Linked DNA regions of Pan troglodytes: region 2 is linked to region 1. Evidence: chromatin contacts called from public HiChIP or PLAC-seq data. All regions are on one chromosome and are shown on one strand. The core of a region is the stretch at or near the end of the contact, and the rest is flanking DNA. Distances in the headings are between cores, read along the strand shown. Region 1 holds the start of SART3 (spliceosome associated factor 3, U4/U6 recycling protein). Region 2 holds the start of SSH1 (slingshot protein phosphatase 1).

Region 1 (6,026 bases), core at 2,009-4,508:
GTTTCATTGGGGACTGCTAGCTCACTGGGATTTTCCTTTGATCAGTAAAATTCACAAAACTCTTTAGTTGGCTGAAGTTGGAATTTAAACTGATACAGTGAGTACAAAAATGAGATTACTTTTCTATTTTGGAAAAAGTTGGCATAGTACACTAGCCTAGCAGGAGAGCTACGATTGAGGCCCTGCTCCAGTATCTAACATGGACTCATCCCATCTCACAGGAATGGAGACCAAGTGAAATGCTTGGAGATCTCACAGGAATAAAGATGGAGACCAAGTGAAATGCGCAAGTGCTTTGTAAACTTAAAGGGATTATTGTTATCACTATTAAAAAACACTAGCCATACCTGTAATTTCATTACGTCACCACATGCTGGAGCCCCCACCAGTCCAGTTCCAACATTTTTAGATGTCTTGTCAAGGGACCCCACGTTTCTAGGATTTTCATAATGATCAACAACCTAAAATGAGAGGGTTAAGATAAATCATGTTCACTCTCTATTGGTACTGGTCTCTGGTTTGATGGTAAGCTCCTCGGTCAGCATCTTGAACCTGGCAGGCAATCACTAAATACCAAATTTCACCTGAGTAGAAAGGTCTACACTCATGTCAATGAGAACCATTTGTGACCCCCAATTCCTTTTGTGTCTCCTCTACAATACTTCACAGATTTGAGATACCTAGAAGAAAAAAAAAATCAGTGAAATCCATGTCTTAGTTCCATAGGGTTTTTACAAAAATACTTGACTTTCACCCACCTACATCACCAGACTTGGGCTCAAACAGCAGTTTTGTTATTTTCAAATAAAATCCATCCTCAAAGGATGATTACTATTTAAAAATTCTAAAAATAACCATGGCCCAGGGAGGGAAAGCTTTCTTAGAAGCCTTAAGGTGACTGTTACACAGGGAACAATGCTATGGAATGTGTACGTTTATGTGTCTTTTAAAATAAAAACAGTGCCATTACCGTATTTCACAGCCTGTCATCACCCTGGTGCAGCAGCGCACCCTGGCTGCTGAAAGGCTGCTAGTCCAAGTTTCTTCAGGGTGTACCCTCAACAAAACACACCCCCGGGAGGGGGAGGAGTGAAGAAGCCCTTGGAGAAAGGGCAGAAGCCAGATCAGAATAAACATCCATTCGAACTGGCACAGAGAAGGCCTTAATAACCTTGAGGTTTGGTTACTGGTTAGTAGTAAGCACGCCGATCTTCCAGTCCCCTTTTCCCCCCATCTGACTAAGGATTTTGACTCCAAGTAAAAGGGACCTCAGGATAGTATCTAATGTAGGGGCCTTTTGTGCCACGTTGATTTATGGCATTCTTTAGTTGTTTCTCGAGTGGGAGTCTCACGTCTGGGGGACTTTGTGCCACCAGACAGCAAGGGGCTGCAGACTATGAATCTATCCCTCCTTCCCCGCCAAAAAACCCCCCAAACAAAACAAAAACATTACGCATGTTGGTTACAAGCCTGACTCCCCTATGCACTCCTAAAGCAGTAACAGAAACGGTCTCCTCGTGCTGGGGCCTATGTGCCAGGAACCATGCCAGGACTCCACGCACAGTATCCTTTGTAAGGGACAGCTGAGAGCCCCCCATTTACACCTGGGGAAACAGGTTCAGAGAGGCGCAGTGACTAGCCCAAGGTCATCTGGCCAGGGCAGCGGAGTGGCTGAAGCCGGAGCCCGCTCCGGGGGTGTGTCTGTCCCTGGACTCAGAAAGACAAGTCCCAACAGGACCCTGCCTCCTGGGCTGTTGGCGAATTTAAAATTGGGACGCACGAAGTCGCGGCCAGCGGCGGGGCCCCCTGGAAGTCGCCGCCCGATGAGCGGTAACTGTTGTTTATCAGTTGCAGTGAGCCCCACTGCGCAGCAAGGGAAAGCGAGTCAGGGCAAAGACGTAGGAGGGGACAGCTCCCAGTCCTAGCTGCGCAGAACCCCGCGGCCGCCCCTCCAGCCCAGGCCTCCGCCGAGTCGGCATTCCGCGCGTCGCCTCTTTTGTCCCTACCTTCTTGTGATAGAGTCGGGCCGGGGCCGACAGCTCCCGGGCGGGCAGGCGGGGGCTCCGCAGCAGCAGAGCCGATGCCGCCCGCCTCAGACGGCCAGCCCCAGCCGCCGCCATCTTGCCGGCTTGCGCCTGCGCCAGTCCAGAGCGACGCCGAGGGGCGGGGCGCGTCTGCGAGTCGGCTCCGAGCTGGGAGCGCGCCTCTCTGTCGTCACCGAAGCTTTGCGCCTGCGCCTTACCGCTCCGTGCACGCGTCCGCCTTCTGGCCCCGCCTTGACCACGCCTCTCGGGGGCGGGCGGGGTCGGGAGCGGGAAGGTCTGAAGTCGCTGGAGGGCTTGTCCTGGGTGCTGGATTCTGGTTGAGACAGGACCTCAGGCTTCTGCAGTGTGGGGCTCAAGTTCGCTTTCACAAAGCCCGCTGCGGGAATGCGGCGCAGAGGAGCACCGAGTCCACTTTTCCTAACCCTATTTTGCAGCTAAGGAAGCCGAGATTCAGGGCAGTTTAGTAACTCCGTCCAAGGTCGCTAAGGACTTATGTTCAATTAGAATTCGAACTTGGGTAATCCTGGGTTAGAATCCTGGTTCGGTTCCTTCCTGGCTGTGTGTCCCTAGACGAATGGTACCGGCTCGCTAAGTCTGAATCTTCCCTTTTGTATTAATTCGAGGACAATTGCTTCATCATGAAGCCAGCATCTGTGTCGAGTACCTACTATGTGTCAAGGCGCTCTACTAGACCCGGGGATCCAACGGAAAGCAAAACAGACATAATTCCTGCCCATTAAGCCTGCTAATGAGGGAGCAAGGTAGAGATAGAGACACACACCAATACTTTCCTACCTCAAAAGTGGGAAGCTTAAGAAGGAAACGAATACCATGTCCTGATTGAAAAAAAAAGTATGTCTATTTTTCTCTCTAAACAGCAAACTCAATTTATATGTCAGTGCCTAGCAATTAAGAATTTCTAAAGAAATGCGTATTAATGTAATTTACTGTTGGTTTGCAGTATGTGATCTTATAAAACCGGAAAACTCACGTGTATTTAACGTCTACTAGGTACCAGACGTTTACATAAAGGGGAGGAATCTGGGAAATGGATTTTTCTCTTGAATGGTGAAATCGATCCTTCCCCGAGGACCTGCAGTTTTCTTTGCGTTTGAGGCGCAGTTGCTGGGGAGAGTAAACCCAAGCGCCAGGTCACACTAGGCGATAAGTAAGGCATTTAATCGAAGAATCACTTTGACCTTCTCAAGATGGCGCCAAATTCTTCACTACAGACATCACTCTCGCTCCATGACTTCCTCTATGGCTTCCACTTCCTGCCCAAAGACCCAACTTCTGTCCGAAGTTGTGGCGGAACGCATGCCATTATAATGAGTTTTTTTATCTGGTGGGAGCTTTTACAAGGGTATAAAATAATGTGAATTTAGTGTATGTGGAGATTTTCCCGTTATCTAAGTTCCCAGTTTCTCTTTCAATGGCAAGAAAACGGGCTTTTGATAAGGCGCGCGCCGCGGGCAGCTTCTGCCTCAGCCTGTCTTCCGCGGCCGCGGGAAGACCCGAGAGTCATTAGAAGCGCAAGATGGCGACTGCGGCCGAAACCTCGGCTTCAGAACCCGAGGCTGAGTCCAAGGCTGGGCCCAAGGCTGACGGAGAGGAGGATGAGGTTAAGGCGGCTAGGACAAGGAGGAAGGTGTTATCGCGGGCTGTGGCCGCTGCGACATACAAGACCATGGGGCCAGCGTGGGATCAGCAGGAGGAAGGCGTGAGCGAGAGCGATGGGGATGAGTACGCCATGGCTTCCTCCGCGGAGAGCTCCCCCGGGGAGTACGAGTGGGAATATGACGAAGAGGAGGAGAAAAACCAGCTGGAGATTGAGAGACTGGAGGAGCAGGTGGGCCCGGGGGTGGGCAGCGGGCATCTTCCAGTCTTTCAGGTCCTCGGGTCCCCATGTCCTGGCCCGCCTCCCTAGTCCTCGGCGGCGATAAAGCCGCCAAGGCTGCAAACCCGCTTTTCGTGACAGTAGCTCCTGTCGGATTTGAGTGCTTACTGCCTGCCCATTGCCTTGCAAACGTTATCTCATTGAATCCTCGCCACGACCCTGTGAAGGAAGCCCTGTTATCTATCCCCATTTTACTGGAGGAAACTGAGGCTCGTGGAGGAAAGTCTCTTGCTCAGGATAACACTTTCTGCAAGTCAGGCCTTGTACTTTGATCCCATTCCAGAACTCCCACTCTTAACCACACGTCCAACAGTAGAAATAAACTCATTCGCAAGAGAGTGTTATTTTGTTATGTAGGAATGACGGCGATGATGAAACTTGTGGTAAGAAAAATATTGACCGCGATGGTGATAATAGAAATGGAAAGGTTTCTGGTTCTGGAGGTTAAGGCCTCAGTTCTAGCTATTCAACTCTTGTATGTGCTTGTAAGAATTTCTTAATTTCTCTCACCCTCTCGACTTCCTTATCTGCAGATTGGGAGCAACAATTTCTGCATAATATAATTGTTGTAACAGTAACCATAGCTCAGTGCCTAGCATCTAGTCATAACATGGTCTCTCACTTGTAACCTTATGAGGTGGTGATATCTACTGTATAATCCAGGATCTCAGCAGGAAATAGGTGGCACATTTAAATTAGGATGATCTGAGAGAAAGTCAATAAAGGTGTGGGTAGGGAAATCGGGAGTGAAAGTTTAGTATCCCATGGCTGATAACTCCAGAACCTGGTGTCCATCTTTGGGCTGGAAGGGGTGAAGGGTGTGATCTGAATTGTGTGGAGAGGGCACCTGAGACCTGCTGATAACTTTGTTCAAGGGAAGCAGCCCCAGTTTCCTGTCAAGGATTGAGGTGGGGGAAGAAATACCCTGACCTCTCTTTCTTCCTCCCACCAAACTTCTGCTGGTGCCTCCTGCTGGGCAGACCCATCCGGAAGCTGGAGAGCCAGGAAACCTGTACATGAGGTCTATACTCGGGGACACAGGGCAGGGAGGAGAGGGTAGGGTGTTTTTTGGAGGGGGCAAACAGAAGAGATGGAGCACATTCTCTCTCTTTTTTTTTTTTTTTTTTTTGAGACAGAGTCTCGCCCTGTCACCCAGACTGGAGTGCAATGGCACCATCTCGTGTCACTGCAACCTCTGCCGCCCTGGTTCAAGCGATTCTCCTGCCTCAGCCTCCCCAGTAGCTGGGATCCAGGCACGCACCATTGCGCCCGGCTAATTTCTGTATTTTTAGTAGAGACGGGGTTTCACCATGTTGGTCAGGCTGCTCTTGAATTCCTGACCTCAGGTGATCCACCCACCTTGGCCTCCCGTAGTGCTGAGATTACAGGTGTGAGCCGCTACGCCCGGCCCGCATTCTCTTTTTACAGATGAAGAAACAGAGGTTCAGAACAAATGATGAAATGATTTCCTTTAAGTTATTCATAGTGGGATTTACACTTAAAATGTGGACTAGATGCCACACTGGATGTGAAATCACTCAGTGAATGTGAAGTTGCTAATCTAGTTTACTCATTAAACCTTACTGAGTGTCAGTTTCCTTATAATACTCTCTCTGGCACTGATATTTTTGTTATGAGATAGTGATGTCATCCATTGGTATAGCTTGTCCCACCCATTACATCTGATTGTCAGAGGAACCTGTTGGGGTTGGCAGGTGGTTAGCATTTCTACTTTTTTTTTTTTTTCTTTTTTGAGACGGAGTCTTGCTCTGTGGCCCAGGCTGGAGTGCAGTGGCACGATCTCGGCTCACTGCAAGCTCCGCCTCCCGGGTTCATGCCATTCTCCTGCCTCAGCCTCCCGAGTAGCTGGGACTACAGGCGCCCGCCACCAAGTCCGGCTAATTTTTACTATTTTTAGTAGAGATGGGGTTTCACCGTTTTAGCCAGGATGGTCTCGATCTCCTGACCTCGTGATCCGCCCGCCTCCGCCTCCCAAAGTGCTGGAATTACAGGCGTGAGCCACCGCGCCCGCCCTCTACTTTTTATAAATAAGTGTGCTGAAGCTAATTTAGTCTTACTCATTC
Region 2 (6,026 bases), core at 1,198-3,697, 300 kb before region 1:
ATTTGACATTTAAGTACCTATGACTGTCTGTCTACCTAGAGTGCAGCTACAGTTGTGGGCACCTTGTGTGGGATGCTGTAATATTAGCAGAGGCATTGCCATCCATTACCTCCTTTTCCCTAAGGATGGATGAACAACTCTTGACAAAACTCTCAAGCAAAACAAAGTATATTTTCCCTTCCTTTCCCTCCCCTCCTCTCCCCTCCCCTCCCCTCCCCTTCTCTCCCCTCCTCTCCCCTCCCTTCCCTTCTCTCTCTCTTTCTCTCTGTCTTGCTGTGTCACACAGGCTGGAGTGCAGTGGCACGATCTCAGATTGCTGCAACCTCTGCCTCCCGGGTTCAAGTGATTCTCCTGCCTCAGCCTCCTGAGTAGCTGAGATTATAGGTGCCCGCCACCACGCCTGGCTAATTTTTTGTATTTTTAGGAGAGACAGGGTTTCAACATAGTCACCTTTCTGAAAATTCAGTAAAAAATACTAGGCTAGCCATGGTGGCTTCTGCCTGTAATCCCAGCACTTTGGAAGGATTGCCTGGGCAACATAGTTAAACTTTTTTTTTAAAGGAGCTGGGTGTGGTGGTGTGTACCTGTAGTACTCAGGAGACTGAAGCAGGAGGATGATTTGAGCCTGGGAGATGGAGGCTGCAGTGAGCTATGATTGTGACATTGCACTTCAGCCTGGGTGATGGGAGTGAGACCCTGTTTCAGAAAAAAAGTGAGAGAAAGAAAGAAAGAGAGGAAGGAAGGAAGGAAGGAAGGCAGGCAGGAAGGAAGGAAGGAAGGAAGACTAGTGTTGATGTATGAAATGGAGTTAGGTTCTGGCTTCAGATTACTATAAATGGGTTTTTCACCCAGGAAACATTTTGTGGGAATGGAGCAATTCTTCTTGGGGAGACTGTCCAGTGCATTGGAAGACATTTAGCATCCAAGGCTCTTGCACTCTAAATGCCAGGAGCTCTCCCCCTCCATCAGCAAGACAACCACAAACATTCCCACAAATCCCCTCTTAGAAACGCTCCGTAGAAGCTACAGTGCCCCCCACTAGAATCACCTTTGAGATGAATCGTGCTGAGACCCTGTGAATAATATGGAGGAGGTCACAGCCCCAGGACAGAGGGAGGGACGGGGAAGAATCCAGGAGGCTGCGTGGGTTTCCTGTTGGGCAGTAAGACAAATTTGCTAAGCTGCGGGGCAGGCTGGGACCACTGCGTTTGCGAGTGCTTGTGCAACATGCAGAGGTTGGGGGTGGGAGCCGGGAGATGAGATTTTGGCTAAAAGAAAAGTTTCCTACTACTAAGTCAAGCCAGAATTGCCTTCTTGGTAACTTATTCCATGTTCCCCTCTCCATCCCCATAACTGGTCACCTCTCCCCGGGACAACAGCAGCAGCCTCCTCCCTGGTCTCCCTCAGCCCACTGCCCCGTGGTCCCTCATCCACGCAGCAGCCGGAGCGATCTTTCCAGAGAGGATGGAGACTCCAGCCATTCCTCCCCTCTTCCCTTCCCTGAGTGCTGGCCTCCGGTTGACAAACTTCTTCCTGCTTCAGGGCACGCTGATCCCCCCTGCTTGGAGAGCTGTCTCTCCGTTCTTTCACCTGTTAATCCTGCTTATGCTCAAGCCCAAGCCTCAGAATAAAGCTCTTCTGGGAAGCCTTCCCTGACCTCCAAGGAGTTGGCTGGGTTTCAGAACACCCAGAAAGAATTCATTGAAAAAGATTAGCAAAATACTTTTTTAAAAACGTGCCTAATAACTTGATTAACCTCTGCAAAATTAGGCGAATCTATTTTGCTTACTGTTTTTGTTTTTTGGTTTTTTTTTGAGACCGAGTCTCGCTCTGTCGCCCAGGCTGGAGTGCAGTGGTGCGATCTCAGCTCATTGCAACCTCCGCCTCCCAGATTCAAGCGATTCTCTTGCCTCAGCCTCCCGAGTAGCTGGGACTACAGGCGCGCACCACTCTGCCCAGCTAATTTTTGTATTTTTAGTAGAGACGGGGTTTCACCATGTTGGCCAGGATAGTCTCGATCTCTTGACCTCGTAATCCGCCCGCCTCAGCCTCCCAAAGTGCTGGGATTACAGGCGTGAGCCACCGCGCCCGGCCCCAGGACGTCTTTTATTTCCTGGTCGCTGTACAGTCCTGTCTGCACGGTCGCCGGGCCTCAGTTTCCCCAGGCAGAGCAGCGGGCAGGGCCCCTGGGGCGTACGGGCTCCCGGCGGCGCGCGCGCCCCCGAGTCCCAGGCCAGATGGCGGGGCGCGCGGGCGGGGGCGCGTGTGTCGGGCGCGCGAGGGACGTGATCTACCAGCCGAGGCCTCGGGCAGCCCTCAGGGCCCCCGCGCACGCGCGCCTCCTCGCCCCGCCCTGCCCGCTTCCCCGCCCACTCCGCGCACTGAGGCCGGCGCGCGCCGGCGCGGGAGGCGGGAGCTGGGGGCGGGGGCGGTGGCGACGCCGAGGGGGAGGGGAGGGGCGGGCCCGGCCCGGCTCGGCCCGGCCGCCCGCGCGCGGCTCCAGGAGGCCCCGGGCCCGGCTCGGGCGGCGGTGGCGGTGGCGGCTCTAGCTCGAGACGTCTGTGGCGCCCTCGCACCGCGCCGCAGCCATGGCCCTGGTGACCCTGCAGCGCTCGCCCACGCCCAGCGCCGCCTCCTCCTCGGCCAGCAACAGCGAGGTGAGCCCCGGGCTCGCCGCGCCCGGCCTGGGCCGCCGGACGCCGCGCGTGCGGGGCAGGGGGGCGGCTGCGCGGGCTCCTGGGGGCCCCGCCGTAGGAACAGAGCCGGGCAGCCGGACCGGGGTGACCGTGCGAGGACTGTGTGCGATGTGACCCTGTCTGGGGGAGCTGTGCGGGGACTTTGTGTGCGGTGTGACCCCTATCGGGGGGCGACTTTGCAGGGACTGTGTATGCAGTGCGACCCCTCTGGGAGTGTCAGCAGGATACTGTGTGTGCGCTGTGACCCACATCAGGGGGTTACCCCCATCTTGGGGTGACCCCCTGTTAGGCGGAGACTGTGTGCGTTGTGACCCCTGAGGGTGACTGTGCAGAGACTGTGTGTGCAGATGTGACCTCGTGATTGTGTGGGGACTGTGATTTCAGGTGTGACCCCCATCTTGGGTTGACCTCTGTCTGGGGAGGACTGTGCGTCTGTCGGGACTCCCAGTTGTGAGTGACTCTGCAGTGTGACCAGGGTCCAGAGGTGACTGGATGTGCAACTGGGACCCTTGATTGGGTGACTGCGTGAGCCGCTGGTTCTGAGACCTGTGGCCCGGGTAGTTCTAGGCCCTTTGCCTGTATGCCTGCCTGGCTGTGCGATGTGAGATGTGACTGTTGCTGACCTGCCGTCCGGGGACTGTGCCAGCGTGAGACAGGCATCTGGGAGTGCCCCTACAAACGTGTGAGATTGTTTCCCCGCGTGCCGCCTCTGGAGTTCTGTCTGTAGGCGTGCCTGTGTCACTGTGTGACGGTGACCGAGCGTGCTGTGGGCTCTGTGTGGCTGTGTCTCACGTCTGTGTGTGCAGCCTTAGTCTGGCTTTTCCTTTCTGTAACATCACTCAGGCCTGTGTGTTTATGTGCATCTATCTTTCTGTGTGGCTGTGACCCATTCTGGGTGATTGCATAGGTGCATTCCTGGGTTGCGTGTCCTGGCACTGTGCGCGTTTTTGTGGGTCTGTGTGTGGCCCAGGTCCGTTTGCCTGGCCACTTTTTCCTCTGGGGTTGATTGAGGGCACTGTTGCCCTCTTAGCCTGCAGGGTTGGCCTGGCTTGTCCTAGGTTGGGGCCTTGGGCCTCTGAGCAGGTCAGCCCTCTGTAGCTGCAGGGATGACCCTCTGGTCGCGCAATCTTGCCCACCATCTCTTGAAGAACCCGTCAAGGCCTCTGGTGTAAACTCTTACCTATAACAAGGCTGAGTGTCCGCCTGCAGACCCTTAGCTGTGTTTAGAGAAGACTGGAGGAGCGGCCCTGCGGTCCCAGGCCCAGGAAGTTCCGCAGCCGGCATCTGGGCTCTTCAGCCCCTTTCTTTGTGGGAGGGAGTGGGGGAAGTTGACTGATAACACGGGGGAGGTCTGTGTGTCTGTGTGAGACAAGAGAAGAATGTTTGCATTTGGCTTGACAGCCCTGTCTCCTGGTAGGGTAGTTCTTCAGCCTTGTTTTGCTGGGATTGGCAGGGACATTTTCAGAGTGGCTGGGAAGTTGAACCTTCACAGCCCCCTCCTTGGAGAGGAGAGGCCATTCATGAGTTATCTACACACAGAAGGTTCTAGTAATCCCCCTCTACACGCTGATTAGAGGCAAAAGAACACTAGCGATCAATAGTCTGCTACTGAGAAGTTAGGTTGCAGGAGCACCTTTCCTTCCCACAGCGAGGAGGGGCTGTTTTCTGTTCCTATCACTGCTGTCTGTCAATTTATGCACTTAATCTCAGGTTCTCATCACAAAAGTTTATGTGAGGTAAGGGGAGAGGTTGGCTTCAGGCTGAACCTGTCAGCCCAGATTTCTGATTCAAAACCCCATGTTCCTAGAGTTACTTGCAACCTAATCTGTTCTTGTCTTACGCATTTTAAGGTCTTATTATTTTTTAGTTACATACCATAAATTTGCCATTTTAAAGTGTACAATTCAGTGGTTTTTAGTATATACATGAGATTGTGCAACCACCACCATCTAATTCCAGAACATTTTCATCCCCCCCAAAATAGGAACCCTGTACCCGTTAGCCCTCACCTGCAGCCTCCCCCTGCCGCATTCTCCCTAACCTTAGGCAACCACTAATCTACTTTCTGTATCTATGGATTTGCTTATTCTGGACATTTTATATAAATGGAATCACACCCTGTGTGGCCTTTTGTGTCTGGCTTCTTTGACTCAGCATCACGTTTTCAAAGTTCATGCATATTGTAGCATGTGGCAGTACTTCATTCCTTTTCATGGCTGTATAATACTCCATTATATGGATGTACTACATTTTGTTGGACATTTGTGTTGTGTCTACTAGATACATTTTCAATTATTATATAAAGCATTATTTTTACCAAGTGCCAATGACCTGATAAACATAAAGTAAAACTCAGGCAGCTTTTATGTGATCATAGCAAAGCTGCAGCATTCATTGCTTGGCTTTGAATGTGCTGGGATGTTTCCCGAAGGCAAGGCCCTCGTTCAGTCGTGTTGAGGTGAGAAGCAAGGTGGGATGGAGACAGCAAGTGTGTGTGGGGTCAGGAGACCTAGGCCAGGCCGGTTCTGCCCTGGTCCGCCCTCGCTTGAGTTGCTTCCTGTCTGTGGGCCCTGGCTCATCTAAAAGGACTGAATTACCTCTTTCATGTGTTCCTTGGCAGATGTAGTTTCCCTGGAATAACTGACCTGAGATGGCCTTTCATCTGAGAACCTCAGAGAGTGACCGAGAATTAAATTATTGTGAAGTCCGTACCCCCAAGTCACGTCATCACTCTTCAAATTGCAACTTCATAATGAGTCAGACACTTAGGGCAGTGCTTTCCTGACACAGCCAGGCCTGCTGCCGGCGTGGGAAACAGCGGGGATCACAGCCCTCAGTCCTAAGGCTCTCTTTTCTCTTTTAATTTTCTTTCTTTTTTTTCCCAGTCTTTTATTATGTCACTTATGTCATTTTCCTGTGAATCTTATCTCAGTTCCTTTGTGTGAACAGGCAGAGCACAAGAATAGATAAATCAATAATTTTCAGGAATGGATCATAACATTGTTATTTCTGAGAAACATTCAAAGTGACTAATTTTCATGGGCAGATCTCCAGGCACTTTTTTGGATTGGACCAGAGTTTCTCAACCCACTGTTGATACTTGGGACCAGAACATTCTCTCTTGTGGGGGGACCATCCTGTGTGTTGTGGGATATGCAGTACATGTGGGATCCTGTCCTCTACCCACTAGGTGCCAGTAGTGACCTCCAGAAAAATGCCTCCAGACATCTTCCAATGTCTCCTGTTGAGAGAACTTGCTCCGCATTGAGAACCACTGGGTTAGACCCCAACATACTCTTTGTCAATTTGTTGCTCTTGTGACTTGTTTTG

What was found. HiChIP or PLAC-seq counts read pairs in DNA pulled down with a chosen protein or histone mark.
Region 2: a contact with region 1 is called in an H3K4me3 HiChIP or PLAC-seq map of stem cell-derived excitatory neurons, with 4 times the contacts expected there. The contact joins the promoter of SSH1 here to the promoter of SART3 in region 1. A contact is called at or near these places in 1 of 7 Hi-C or Micro-C datasets (stem cell-derived neural progenitor cells) and 1 of 1 datasets of contacts at active chromatin or transcription factors (stem cell-derived excitatory neurons).

The regions. Positions count from the first base shown.
Region 1 is chr10:115,367,352-115,373,377 of NHGRI_mPanTro3-v2.0_pri, reverse strand. SART3 (spliceosome associated factor 3, U4/U6 recycling protein) reads left to right here and starts at 3,258. Exons shown (of 18, transcript XM_016924118.3): 1 at 3,258-3,894. The coding sequence starts at 3,583. ISCU (iron-sulfur cluster assembly enzyme) reads right to left here and starts at 3,286. Exons shown (of 5, transcript XM_509343.5): 1 at 2,007-3,286; 2 at 348-461. The coding sequence starts at 2,120.
Region 2 is chr10:115,662,959-115,668,984 of NHGRI_mPanTro3-v2.0_pri, reverse strand. It overlaps SSH1 (slingshot protein phosphatase 1), which reads left to right and starts at 2,447. Exons shown (of 15, transcript XM_016924125.4): 1 at 2,447-2,657. The coding sequence starts at 2,589.